3 separate regions of the Mus musculus genome follow, and regions 1 and 2 are each linked to region 3. The links are chromatin contacts, called in public promoter capture Hi-C maps. All regions are on one chromosome and are shown on one strand. The core of a region is the stretch at or near the end of the contact, and the rest is flanking DNA. Distances in the headings are between cores, read along the strand shown. Region 1 holds the start of Ptpn5 (protein tyrosine phosphatase, non-receptor type 5). Region 2 holds the start of Syt3 (synaptotagmin III). Region 3 holds the start of Kcnj11 (potassium inwardly rectifying channel, subfamily J, member 11).

Evidence for each region. Promoter capture Hi-C pulls out the DNA fragments that hold promoters and counts their contacts. Capture Hi-C pulls out chosen DNA fragments and counts their contacts.
Region 1: a contact with region 3 is called in a promoter capture Hi-C map of embryonic stem cells, with 4 times the contacts expected there. The contact joins the promoter of Ptpn5 here to the promoter of Kcnj11 in region 3. A contact is called at or near these places in 1 of 39 promoter capture datasets (embryonic stem cells), 1 of 484 Hi-C or Micro-C datasets (pro-B cells) and 1 of 9 other capture datasets (embryonic stem cells).
Region 2: a promoter capture Hi-C map of adipose tissue shows a contact between it and region 3, with 3 times the contacts expected there. The contact joins the promoter of Syt3 here to the promoter of Kcnj11 in region 3. A contact is called at or near these places in 3 of 39 promoter capture datasets (cranial neural crest and liver) and 2 of 9 other capture datasets (adipose tissue and liver).

Annotation. Positions count from the first base shown.
Region 1 is chr7:47,130,257-47,134,568 of GRCm38.p6, reverse strand. Ptpn5 (protein tyrosine phosphatase, non-receptor type 5) reads left to right here and starts at 1,971. Exons shown (of 14, transcript NM_001163565.1): 1 at 1,971-2,291.
Region 2 is chr7:44,382,407-44,386,441 of GRCm38.p6, reverse strand. Syt3 (synaptotagmin III) reads right to left here and starts at 2,316. Exons shown (of 11, transcript NM_001114116.1): 1 at 2,266-2,316; 2 at 1,493-1,636; 3 at 321-486. The coding sequence starts at 471. It also overlaps a transcript of 1700008O03Rik not described here.
Region 3 is chr7:46,097,347-46,101,788 of GRCm38.p6, reverse strand. Kcnj11 (potassium inwardly rectifying channel, subfamily J, member 11) reads left to right here and starts at 1,552. Exons shown (of 1, transcript NM_010602.3): 1 at 1,552-4,442. The coding sequence starts at 1,892. The coding sequence ends at 3,064.

The sequences.
Region 1 (4,312 bases), core at 722-3,221, 1.0 Mb before region 3:
CGAAGCACTGCCCCATACATAGTAGGCACTCAGTAGCTGGTAGTCACTTTAATGACACCTGAGGAAGCTCAGCCTGACACTGCAGCGTGACATGGCGCTGACAGGCTCAGGGAGGGGCAGCAGGTCCACAAGCACTCCTGGGCAGCCAGGGAGTACGCCCTGGTTGTCACACTGACACCTTCCTCCCCACTGCCTGGAAAGGAAATTCCTAGAGGGTAAGCAGGAGACCTAGCTTGCCTCTGTGCCTTTCCTAGGCAAAAGAAAAGACCCAGCTTAGGGCCTTCAGACGCTGATGAATCCTTCTGTGCTGAGAATCAAGGAGAGCAAAGTCACTGTCTGGAAGTCTAGAGTGCATCTAGGTGGGGAAGGCGAGTGTCTCTGGAAACACAGCTTTAGCTGTCCCTTGGATGAAATGGAGAACCGCTATAGGCTGTGGGATAAAGGACTGATATTTCTCTCAGACCACCGCATAGAGGATGATCTGAGGGTGGCCAGGGAGGTTCCAAGGAGAAGGTGACACTTGGTGTTGAGAATTGCACAAAGAATGGGGGTTTGTGGGAGGATGCATTCCAGGCTAAAGCACAGTGAGGTCAATGGCCTAGAGATGGGAGAACAGCAGTTTGGTGACAGGGGAAAACTGCAAGGCAGCATAAGAAACCGGAGCACCTCTGGGTACACAAAAACGAAGGTTTTAACTACCATAGGAAAACACGAGGAGCAGGCCTGCAATCCTAACTAGGAGAATCACCAAAGACCTCATGGAAGTAGCACATTAAAGAGGTAACGGGAGAAAGGGAAGCCATATGGCTTTCTGGAGCGGAGAGATTAACAATGTGAAGGTCCTGGGGCCTGAGAGGCTGCCATCTTGGTTATGGCCACAGATTGGGAGGAAGGAGTGAAGGGCAGGAAGTGAAGTTAGAGCATTAAAGGACGCCTGCTCATGAAGACCCTCCCAGGCTATAACGGGCGCTTTGGTGAATGCAATGGCCATCGGCTGTGGGAGTTCTGACAAAGGATAGATGCAACCTGGTGCGCATTTCTTTCTTTCTTCCTTTTTTTCCTGGTGCGCTTTTCAAAAGGATCGCTCGGAGTACTCTGTAAAGAAACAGCTGCAGGTGGCCAGGGACGGAAGACTAGTAAAGAGGCTACTGCGGAAATTTAAGCTACAGAGGAGAGCAGTGGCTGGAACCATTCTTTTTAGTAGCCGCGTCCTGCTTCTCATTTTCGCCATGTAAAACTGCTGCGTGTGCGATCCACTCTGCCCCCACAGAGCCTGCAGTGGGGTGAAATGTCAGGAACAAGCCCCGGAGAAGGTAAGATTGGAAAAAATGCCACAACTGGGCAGCCCTTGGAACCCTGGCGCCCACATGAAAGCAAAGCGGATGGGTGCCTGTCCCGCTGCATAAGTCAGGAGAGCTAACCCCGATGGAGAGAGAGGTGTCCACCCGCTCTTGCTCTACAGAGACAGAAAAAGAAGGAGTGGGAAGTAAGGCGCCTCCTCCGAGTCCTGGAACAGGTCCTGAGCTCCCGGGTATGCAGTGCTCCGCGGGTACAGGTGCCAGCTACAGCATCCCCCTGTGCACCAACACTCCCAACCCAGTTCTGACCCCTTTGTCTAGCTTGCCTCTACCCTCATCCATCTGTCTGTCCGTCCTGCTCCAGATAAAATGTGTACAGCCCTAGTGGGGTCCCTCTGGCGGTTGCCGTAGTCGCGCAGCCCCGACCCGGGGCTCCGGAGAGAAGAAAATCATGAATGAAATGGATGCGGCGCTCCCACTCCCCCGCCCTCTCAGTCCAGGCAACCTTGGCATGGGGGCGGCGCCTGTGGGGACTCCGTACAGAGTTGTGGCGGGTGAGGGGGCACTGGAGATGGGATCCCATGTTAAGGGTCTGTGGTCCGCCCCTCTAGAGCCCTAGGCGATGCTGGAGCTCCCCACCCCCACCCCGCCAAGCGGGCGAGCCCTGCGCAATTCCCGGGGAGCGGCGCAAGCCCGTCCGGGGGCGGGGCGGAGCCCGGGCTGGGGGTGCCCAGCAGACCCGGCAGCTGCACCCGCGACTCTGCAGTTCAGGCGCATTTGGTGGGGCGATTGGGCAGGGAGCACGCAAGGAGAGCGGGACTGAGGGCTCCGCGGACAGACCGACAGACGGACGCCCCCGCACACGCAGACGCACCGAGCTCCGCACGGCCCCTGTCACACACAGACAGGGACACACGCAGACACGCACACTCGCGCGCTCACATCCTCCCGCCAGCCTGCTTGTCCGCCGGCGCCTGGAGCCCGCTCTGGCCGGTAAGTGCGGCGCCTTTGTGTGAGAAGCCGGGAGGCATTGGTACGGGGTCCCCTCTGGGGCGGCAGCGAAATTGACATCTCCTCCAATCCACCGAACCCAGGAGCCCGAGTCCGCCCCCGCCACGCCCCCCGTAGGGAGCCCCAAAGACTGGAAGTGGGGTCCCCAATGCAGGGGAGGGGGCTTGTGGTTGGGGACCACGGAAGGAGCGGCCGCCACTCCCCGTGCTCTTGCGTGGTTCCAAGGAGGGATTCAGATAGTGGACCAGGTCTGAGCTTCTGCGGCCCAGGCTGGTGTGCAGCTCTCAGCTGCAGCGCCTCTGAACCCCCAGAGAGGGGTGATGGAAATGGTAGCTAGCCAGCTGGTTGCCAAATTGTGCCTTCCCCGAGACCCTTTAGCCATCCGCCACTGGGTTCCAAAATAGATTCCCGGTGCATTTCCCCTCCCCCCGACATATTGCTTTTTTTTTTTTTTCCTGGAGGAGGCCCAGGCTCCTACAAAGCTTGGGTCAGAATCCTCATCAAGGATCAATTAGAGAGTGAAGTAGCATCTTGGGGCCGGGAAAAAAAAAAACTCATTTGATAGCTTCATTCTCCAGACAGGGAAACTGAGGCCAGTGAGGTGGTAAGGCCAAGGTCACTAGCGAGTTAGTAGCACAGCATGCATCGGAATCTGGGGCGCTTGGTTTTTATACCCATTTTCTCCCCCTACACAATCAGACCTAATCCCCAGGAAACCCCAGAGCCCAGAAATTCACGTGAGTACGCCAGGTGAGTCTTGACAGTGCTGGCCCTTCCCCCAACTGAAGCTGAAGATGCCATTCATTTCCTGTCATCCTTGCTGGTTTAAAAAAAAAAAATGGGAGTGGGTGCTTTAATTTGCCTCATTTCGCCTCTAGGGGGGCTCTGTTTTGCAAGCATCCATGGTTTGGAAGGTAATTTGGAGAATGAAGCAGAAATTCGATTCCTGGCGTGGCTCTAGCCCTTCCAGGAGTTGCTAAGCCTGAGGGTCCCCAGTTGGACCAGGTGATGTGGCATTCCATGCTTCATCTCTTCACTTAACTTTGGGATGACCACACGCCTTCCCAGTCAGGCACTCTGCCGTCCTCCATGAGCACCCACTTTTGCTCATCCAACCATGTCTTTGTAGAGGTCTAATCATCCTTCCTTTATGGAGTCCCCCAGGTCCCCACTGATGGCTCTTTTTCTTGCTGTTTACGAAGGCTGGCCTCTTGGTATTGCTGAGAAAGCTGACAAGGAAGCTTGAGTTACAGCTGCACCAGGCTCCCTCAAGGGCAGCTAGGTGTCCCCATGCAGAGTGGGCTGTCTGGTGACAGAAGGTGCCAAGAGAGGCTGGCTAGAGAGTTCAACCACAACTTGATGGAGAAAAGATGAAGTTGGTCACCTTGGAGAGTTCAGATGAGATAGGGTCCAAGTTAAGATCAAGTTCAGTATCTAGGGGCATGAGGCTGTCTCAAGGGCTTTCTTCTTGAGTTAGGTAAGCAGCCTAACATGGAGCAGGGCAGAGGTGGCCTCATAACAGCTCCAGGAACCACCACTGGCATCGTTAGTCTAAGTAGATGGTACCCTCCTCCTCCTAAGAGGCACCATTTACACTGACCTCATAAAGAACTGTGGCACTTAGGTGTGGGATATGCCAAAGCCCCCACCCTGAGAGAGGGACACCTTGGTCCTAGGTCCAGCTCCTCCTCCTCCTCCTCCTCCTCGCCACTGTGTAGTTCAGAGGTTTCTTGTAACCTCTCTGCAGCACACTTTCTCCTTAAGGAAAATTCTCTCATGTCCAGGATTTCAGGTCTGCACTATTCATTGGGGTTAGCCGGGGGGCGGGGGGGGGGGGGTCGGGGGAGGGGAAGAGCATTTATTTATATGACTACTCTGGGCCTGGTTTCCTCTTCTTTCACTTTGTGAGGGAATGTTGACTGACTTAAAGAGATAATGCATGTAGGTTACTGAGCACAGTTCCCAGGACAGAGGGAGGACTCAGGAATGGATTGATGCTTACA
Region 2 (4,035 bases), core at 1,067-3,566, 1.7 Mb after region 3:
CCCCAACTTCCTCCTCACCTCAAAAAAAAAAAAAAAGGATTCAATTCATGATTTCTGACAGGGATATTTCATGGCTGTAATTAGGAAGAGGTAGGCCTATGGGACAAAACTCTAAGGTCAGGGGTTAGATGGACCAAGCACACAGCTATTTCTCCCATTTCAGTGGTTTGGAGATAAAGCAAAGACAGAGGCAAGGCTCTCAATGGAGCTAGCCATAAAGGGAGTGAAAGCTGAGTGGCTCTGCTCTGACCTTCCCAAGTCTTTGCCCTTATGGAGTTGGGTAGCAGTCAGTGGCTAGTTGGGACAGCTGGGGTTCTGACCTGCATCCGGACCCCGGGGATATCCTCTGATCCGCAGTTCGTTGAACTCTTGACACCTATCATTGGTATCAGCATCTCGGACCCGTGCACAGAGGTCTGAGACCAGGATGAGCGCCCGCCGACAGAGGTCATCTTCATAGTCCCCAGACATAGTGGCCACGTGATCCTATACTTAAGAGTGGGGTGGGCAGAGCTGCAGAAAGAGACAGGGACAGGTGCAGGGAGAAGGAGGGAGAAGGTCTGGTAGGGAGGCAAAGGTCAGAAGGTGGTGGCTCGGGGACCAGGATTAGAGGATGAAAATGACAGATGTTATAGTCACTTCTTGGGGTCACCATCTAATGAGAGTGGTTAAGGAGCAAACGGATCAACAGAGCCACACCAAAAGGCAAGGTACTCTCAGACGAAAGGAATGTGCCCCCAAGGGGCCACAGACTGAAAGTCAGGATGGGTACTCTGAGACCCAAAGGAAGGTTGGAGGCAGCCATCAACAGTAGGCAGCCAGGCTGTGGCAGGTAAGAGCATTTTGGGCAGCTGCAACATCATTGGTGGGAGGCTTAGGGTGGGAAACTGCTGGAGGGTCAGAGGAAGGAGAGTCAGGTGTGTGGCAGAAACCCCGAGCTGAGAGAAGGGGAGCTAAGAGGACAGATAGAGATAAGAGGAAAGGACCAAGTGAAGTCGGGTAGCCAGGGAAAGATAGACACAGAATTCGGAGTATAGAGGTTCAGGACAGAGGCTGGGGAACAGCGTGTACTTCATTATATCCGAGACATGGTGCACACACAGAGAGAAGTGAAGCCAGGGAGGCAGGGGTGTGGGCAGAAATACCTTCCAATGAGACACAGGTAGATCAGAAGAGAGAGAGAAAAGATGCTGAATTCCAGGTTGGACAACCAGACAATGGCTGGAGACCTCAGATACAAGGCAAGAGAAGAGAGTTGGGAACACAGACAGACAGAAGCATGGTCAGTTTAAAAAAAAAAAAAAGGAGAACAGGAGAGAGAGGTGGAGGTGGGCGAGGAGGGAGTAACACAAGGTAAGGTTTGGAGCTAGACATTAGACATCGGTGGGAAAGAGCCCCCCCCCCCCCCGAGGGAAAGAACGAGGGCCAGACAGTCAAGAGAAGCCAGGCTGCTAAGGAAGACTGACTGCCATTTGGCCAGGGTCAGACTCACCTGTGCTTACCCCTGCCTTGTCCTGGGTGGCAGCCGAGGCGGCGGGGGGCGGTAGCCCATGGGGATTGCAGGGTGGACGAGCCTAGCCGCTGCGGACCGGTCTCCACGCTTGCCAGGTGGCAAGAAGGGGGGCTGGTGACTGATCTAGGGACCCAAATCGGGAGGGAAAAAATCAGCCCAAGCTTTGCATCTTGCCCGACTCGAAGTAGCTGCGCGACCCCAGATGACCCCGGTGAGGTCCAGCCGCCCCCTCCCACCTCCGTGCCCCCAGCAGCTAGTTAAAAGCTTAGGGACTACAACTCCCAGCTGGTCTTGCTGCTAGTGCTACTGCAGCTTTATCGCACCAGAGCTGCAAGGGCTGCTGGGAGTTGAAGTCCTCAATGCGTCTCCGGTCTGCAGAATATGGGATTTTTTGGGGGAGTGGTGCTGGAAGGGTTAAAATGTCAGGGTCCCAAGACGCTGCAGGAGAGGGGAAAGGAGTCCAAGATCTCCAGAGGTCACGTAGCTCTAATCACTTAGGGGTCATGAGATGGGTCACTAATCCCCATACTCTGGGGATGGGTGGGCAAGGGTGAAGTGCACCCAGGTGTATTGGAATCAAGATCCCCCTTTTTCCAGGGCCACGTGCCCCTCCCCTGGAGCGTCCAGCTGGCACTGCAGACTCAGCTCCCCAGCTCCAGATGCGCCCCTATTTGCACCGACCTCCGCGCCCCCACTTGGGGCCGCCCCCTTGGGATGAGGTTGGGGCGGGGGAGGGGGAGGGGCGGACTCACCGGAGCCCCGGCTGCTGCAGCCCGGAGCGCGCGCGCGCCCGCCTGCCCGCTGCCGCGGTGCCCGCCTGGCTCCTCCCCACCCCTGTCGCAGCTCCTCGGCTCCTCCCAAGCCCTTTCCCCCCCCCTCCCCCGCCAGCCCATGCAACCCAAAAGCCAAAATCCGTATGGCCCTAGTGTGCACCTCCCTGGACTCTGGTTGCAGTTTCGCCCCAGTTGAGAGGCCACCTGAGGGAACTAGAAGGTTAGGATTCAGAGGTCCCAGGCCACAAAAACTCCTTTCTCCAGGGAGCAAGATCTCAGGGTTTACAGCTGAGCAGGCTGGAATGAAAGCTGGCCACAGTAAGTCTCATATTTTAGGTAGAGCCACAGGCACTGGATTTGAATCCTGCCCTAGTCCCCTTGAGACTCTTAGCATCCCAGATCCCGATGTCCAGCACAATACAATGAAATTATCTCCTAAGGGATGTAGTTTGAGAAACCAGTCAGTGTGCATCAAAAACACTGGCACCAAGTGGGTGCTTAATGACTACTTACAGGCACAGAGCATCCGGTTTTTACCACATTAATAGCAGCTAATGAAAATTGCCACTCACCATTACCAATGTTAGGAGTTAAGAGCTTTGAAGATGGCTTCTCATGGAATATTCACTTTGGTATAAGGATGAATGCAATCAAGGTATTCCCATTTCACAGAACAATTGAGGCCCGTGGAGATTCAATTCCTCCCACGAGGTCCTGATCTACACAAAAGCAGCCCAGAGGGGTGGCTTGGAAGTTAGTGTCTCACTCAATTGCTATTGTCCTCCCGCCAGCCAGTTATACAAAATAAACACAGCTTCCAAGGCCTGATGGCAGAGACCTTTCATCCCAGTTGCTCTGGATGGGGAGGGAAGAGGATAGAAAGTTCCAGGTCAACCTGGGCTACGGATGAGTTCAAGACCAGCCTCTGCAGATTGAGTGAGACCCTGTCCAAAAATAAGAGAGAGCTGGGGATGTAGTGCAGCAGTAGAAGCCCTGTCTAGAATCCTCCAGTGAGGAGCTGGGGGCATTGATGAGAAGTGGAGCCTTTGTCTAGTAGAATCTCCCAGGAAAGCAAAGCGCTTGGTCTGATAGCCTAAAAAACCAGTGTTTGCTTGGCATATCTGAGACTCTGGGTTCAAAGCAACTCTTCCCCTTGTAGCGTATGCATGCAATTTGCAGTTGTTATATATCAGAAGCCTCCGAAAAAGATAGCTGGCTCCATCCAGGGTCCATGTTTATGCTGCTAGCATCTTCTCACAGGAGTCTGAGGAAGCATGCACGGGGGCCTGGCCACCAAAGGTGCGGCGAACGGCCTTAGTGGCTAGTCAGCTCCATGCCAGCCATGGAGCTCAGCCTGACCAGGCGGTGACACACACTCAGAAATGTGCACACAGATGGGCTTGCCAGCTTCACGTGACACATCTTCAAAGAAACACTGTGAGTCTGAGGCAGCTCAGATGCTGCGAGGCAGCTGCAGCAAGAACCAGCCATCTGTGCGACTCGGGAAAATGCATGCGTGTTTAATGCCAGCTCAGCACACTGTATGACTTCCGCTGGGTTAGTTCCTAACTGCCTTACTTTTTCTCTTTAAAAATGAGGACGATTTTTAAATTAACAAACAACGAACAAACAAAAGTTTGGACACTAGGCTTTACTCTGAAGTCCAAACCAGATGAGAACTAGTAATCCTCCTGCCTCTGCTTTCTGAGTGCTAGTACTGCTGGCTGGTACCACTACACCCCACTAAGA
Region 3 (4,442 bases), core at 303-2,802:
ATGGTGGCCCGCATTCCCAGTGCCCCTATTACCCTAGCTCCAGCCTCAAGCCTTCACTCAAGCTACACAGTGGGTAGAGGTCTGTCTCAAGAGTCTGAGCCCCAGGGCAAGCCATTACAGCTCCATCAATCTCCAGGAGCCACTCCAGGGTGGCATCTGCAATGGAAACATCACTACTGTTCTTGACAAAAACCTGGGTCACCTACTCTGTACCCAAGCTAGCCCTGAATCAGCTGCTCAGGCCCAAACTCTCTCTCTCTCTCTCTCTCTCTCTCTCTCTCTCTCTCTCTCTCTCTCACACACACACACACACACACACACACACACACACACACACACACACACACCCAGGGCTAAAGGGAAGAAACCAGTCTGAAGGTCTACAGGGTGCAAAGCAGACACTGGCAGAACAAACCCTCTTAAAACTCAGGGACGGTAGCCAGGGCCTTGCGGTGCACTTGCAATCCCAGAACTCTGGGAGTGGAGGCAGAAGTTCAAGGTCATACTCTGCTACATGCCAAGTTTGAAGCCATCCTGGGCTATAAGAAATCCTGTCTTGAATAGGTAAATAAGCAAATAAATAAACAAATAAGTAAATAAATAGATGTAGGATCAAAAATAATCCTCAAAGGGAAGAAGAATCGTCGGTTGAGAAGTTCTGAGACTAATATTTCTCTCACCCCTGCCCCTGCGTTGATGATGTAACCTTTCGCTGCCTTCTTTCCCTGGGTATCAAGTGCTGTGTAAGAGGCAGGTAAGACTTAACTATGGACCGGGCAAAAATAGAAGTCAGGGGTATAGGGGCCGCTGAACCAACCTAAGAGAATTCCACAAAAGCAACTTCTTCAGAGCCATCCTCAGTTTGAAGCCCCATGGCCTGGCTGAGGACAGTGAGCAGGCAAGGGCGGGACGAGAATCCTCTGTGGGCGGGGCTTGCGTCTAGGCCCACCTCTACCTCTCAGGAGCCGATCTGGCGCCCTCTGGCGGCGGAGGCTGCACTCGCTCTCGGGAGCCCCCCGCCCGCAGCCTCCCACCCCCACCGCGCACGGGTCGGTGCCTGAGGACGGGCTCACAGACACACGCCAGGGAAGCCGGCCGGGAGTGAGCAACCCGGAGTGGGAGGGGGCAGGGAGGTGGCCGCTGCTTGAGCAGCACGAGCAGGTGCGGCGGCGACAGGCGGGGTGGGAACGGAGCGGCGGCGGGGGCTGCGGGCGGGCGGCAGGGCAGCAGGGAGGCCGCGACGCGGAGCCACTGGGGTCTGGGCGGCGGGGGGCGAGGGGATCCAGAGCGTAGACGGTTGCGGGGTGACTCGAAGGGCACCGGATCCCAAGGAGACTAGAGGACAAGGGCTAGAGAAGGAACGGGAGAGCGGCGAGGGAGCCAGGGGAGGGGTGGGATGGGAAATCCGGGGCACACCTGGAGAGGAGACTGGGTCAAGAAGTAAGGCTGGTCCTTGGAGGGGACCGGGGACAGAAGTGGGTGAGGTCAGAGAAGAGCGCGGGGGGGGGGGTGCTGAGGGGGGGGTCGAGTGAGGGCTGGTAAGTTGGGAGACCCGGAGGTGACAAGTTCTGAGGTGGTTTGAGAAGAAAGGCTGGGCCAGGGAAAGGGAGTTAGAGGGGGGTCCTGGGGCGGTGGAGGAGAGCTGAGCGGGTAGAGCACAAGCTGGGTTGGGGGCTCAGTAAGCAATGAGCAGGTGGAGCCGGCATCTGAGGCTAGTAGTATAAAGAGAAGCAGAACCCAGCTGAGGGGCATACCAGCCTAGAGGTTGGTACAAGCTTAGGGTAACCTGAGGAGAGGGCTCAGAGAGGGGGACCCCACAAAGAGGCCCTAGGCCAAGCCAGTGTAGTGCCTCCCCCCATGGGGGAAACCCCTTCCCGGGGCCAACGGAGCCATGCTGTCCCGAAAGGGCATTATCCCTGAGGAATATGTGCTGACCCGGCTGGCAGAGGACCCTGCAGAGCCCAGGTACCGTACTCGAGAGAGGAGGGCCCGCTTCGTGTCCAAGAAAGGCAACTGCAACGTCGCCCACAAGAACATTCGAGAGCAGGGCCGCTTCCTGCAGGATGTGTTCACCACGCTGGTGGACCTCAAATGGCCACACACTCTGCTCATTTTCACCATGTCCTTCCTGTGCAGCTGGCTGCTCTTTGCCATGGTCTGGTGGCTCATCGCCTTCGCCCACGGTGACCTGGCCCCCGGAGAGGGCACCAATGTGCCCTGCGTCACAAGCATCCACTCCTTTTCATCTGCCTTCCTTTTCTCCATCGAGGTCCAGGTGACCATTGGTTTCGGCGGGCGCATGGTGACAGAGGAATGTCCCCTGGCCATCCTCATTCTCATTGTGCAGAATATCGTCGGGCTGATGATCAACGCCATCATGCTGGGCTGCATCTTCATGAAAACGGCCCAGGCCCATCGGCGGGCAGAAACCCTCATCTTCAGCAAGCATGCTGTGATCACCCTGCGCCATGGCCGCCTGTGCTTCATGCTGCGCGTAGGGGACCTCCGAAAGAGCATGATCATTAGCGCCACCATCCACATGCAGGTGGTGCGCAAGACCACCAGCCCCGAGGGCGAAGTTGTGCCTCTCCACCAGGTAGACATCCCCATGGAGAATGGCGTGGGTGGTAACGGCATCTTCCTGGTGGCCCCACTCATCATCTACCACGTCATCGACTCCAACAGCCCGCTCTACGACCTGGCTCCTAGTGACCTGCACCACCACCAGGACCTGGAGATCATTGTCATCTTGGAAGGCGTGGTAGAAACCACGGGCATCACCACCCAGGCCCGCACCTCCTACCTAGCTGACGAGATTCTATGGGGGCAGCGCTTTGTCCCCATTGTGGCCGAGGAGGACGGCCGCTATTCTGTGGACTACTCCAAATTTGGTAACACCATTAAAGTGCCCACACCACTCTGCACAGCCCGCCAGCTTGATGAGGACCGCAGTCTGCTGGATGCCCTGACCCTCGCCTCGTCGCGGGGGCCCCTGCGCAAGCGCAGTGTGGCTGTGGCGAAGGCCAAGCCCAAGTTTAGCATCTCTCCAGATTCCTTGTCCTGAGTTGCAGTTCCTCAGGCCCCCACTCACTTGTGTGGGCACGTGGAAAGTGAAGTATGGTATGTAGAGTGGTGGGGTGCGAGCCTCTTGGCCAGACGAGGGTCTGGTGTGGGACAAGACCCTGCTCGGCTCAGCCTCCCCGCTGCTGTGTGTCTGGGGTGTTACAAGATACTTGTCACTATGCTATTTCTGGCCCCAGCAGGAGCCTGTACCGGGTTATTTTTGTTCCTGCTCCTCCCAGGCTCAGCTCGGGACTGGTTTACCCCTGTGTCCCTGCCCAACGGTGGGGAGACCACAGAAGGTTCAGGGCCTCTAAAGCTAAGGTCTCAAAGCCCGTCTTGGCCCTCCATGATTCATCTTGCCACAAGCAGACAGGTAATTGGGCAAAAGCAACCCCCCAAGTTGGCAGCCTATTGTTGTTTCTGTAGCCACTAAGAAATACCTGGCCAGGCCCCAGCCCTGTTCGTGCCATGCTGAAGTATCCTGCCAGCCAGGGAGGAAGGTGGGTGTCAGAGCATGGGAGCTGAGGAGCCCACACAGACACGGCGGGATAAGTCTACCTAGGCTCACCTCCATAAGGCAGGCTTGTGTGAGGCAGGGGGACAAGAAGGGGGCAAATGATTGGAGACCTTTCTAGTCCTGTGCAGACATGTGTCCCTGTCCTCTAGCCTTGACTCAGCCTTCTGCTGACAGTCAGGAGTGCTGCCTCATTTTGTCGTCGTTCCCCCCCCCCCCCAGAGGCTGGGGAGTGGAGTGTTGGGCAAACACTGATATACCTGGATGAGAGGCCAAAAGGGGTCCTGTGCTTGCCATACAAGATGCACTTCAGGCAAAACTCTGCTTTCAGCTCCCATGGGCAGCTGTGAGTCACTTTGTCTGGGGGACGCTGGTGGGGTAGCGGTGCCTTGTCTGGGTTACTAGAAAAAGAAATATTGGGAAGTTCAGCCTGGTGAGGGAAAAGGAAGTCCCCAAGGCCCTTGGGCATGACCTGAGCCTGGACTCTCAGAGCAGTGTGGTGTCCTTGCCCAGAACTCCACTGCCCCATTGTCATAAAGCCTCCCACCTGTGACCTGAACTCTGGGCGTTTCTTGCTGGGGAGGCAGTGGGCATGCCACTGGAAAAAAATAAAGGGCACTGCCAGAGTCTGCCACCCAACATGGCCCTGACAGGCAAGAGGCCAGGAAAGCTACTTAGACCAGCTCTGTTTCCCTCATCTCTGGAAGCCACCATCCTTCCACCTCAGGTCCCCCCACCCCCACCCATTCTCTGTCTGTCTGGCCAACTTGGCCATTTGACATCCACCAGACATCGTAGTCAAGGGCCTGGCCTCCCTCCCGAGACTCTGCTGGAAGGCTGAGGTAGCCATGGGGAGGGAAGAGAG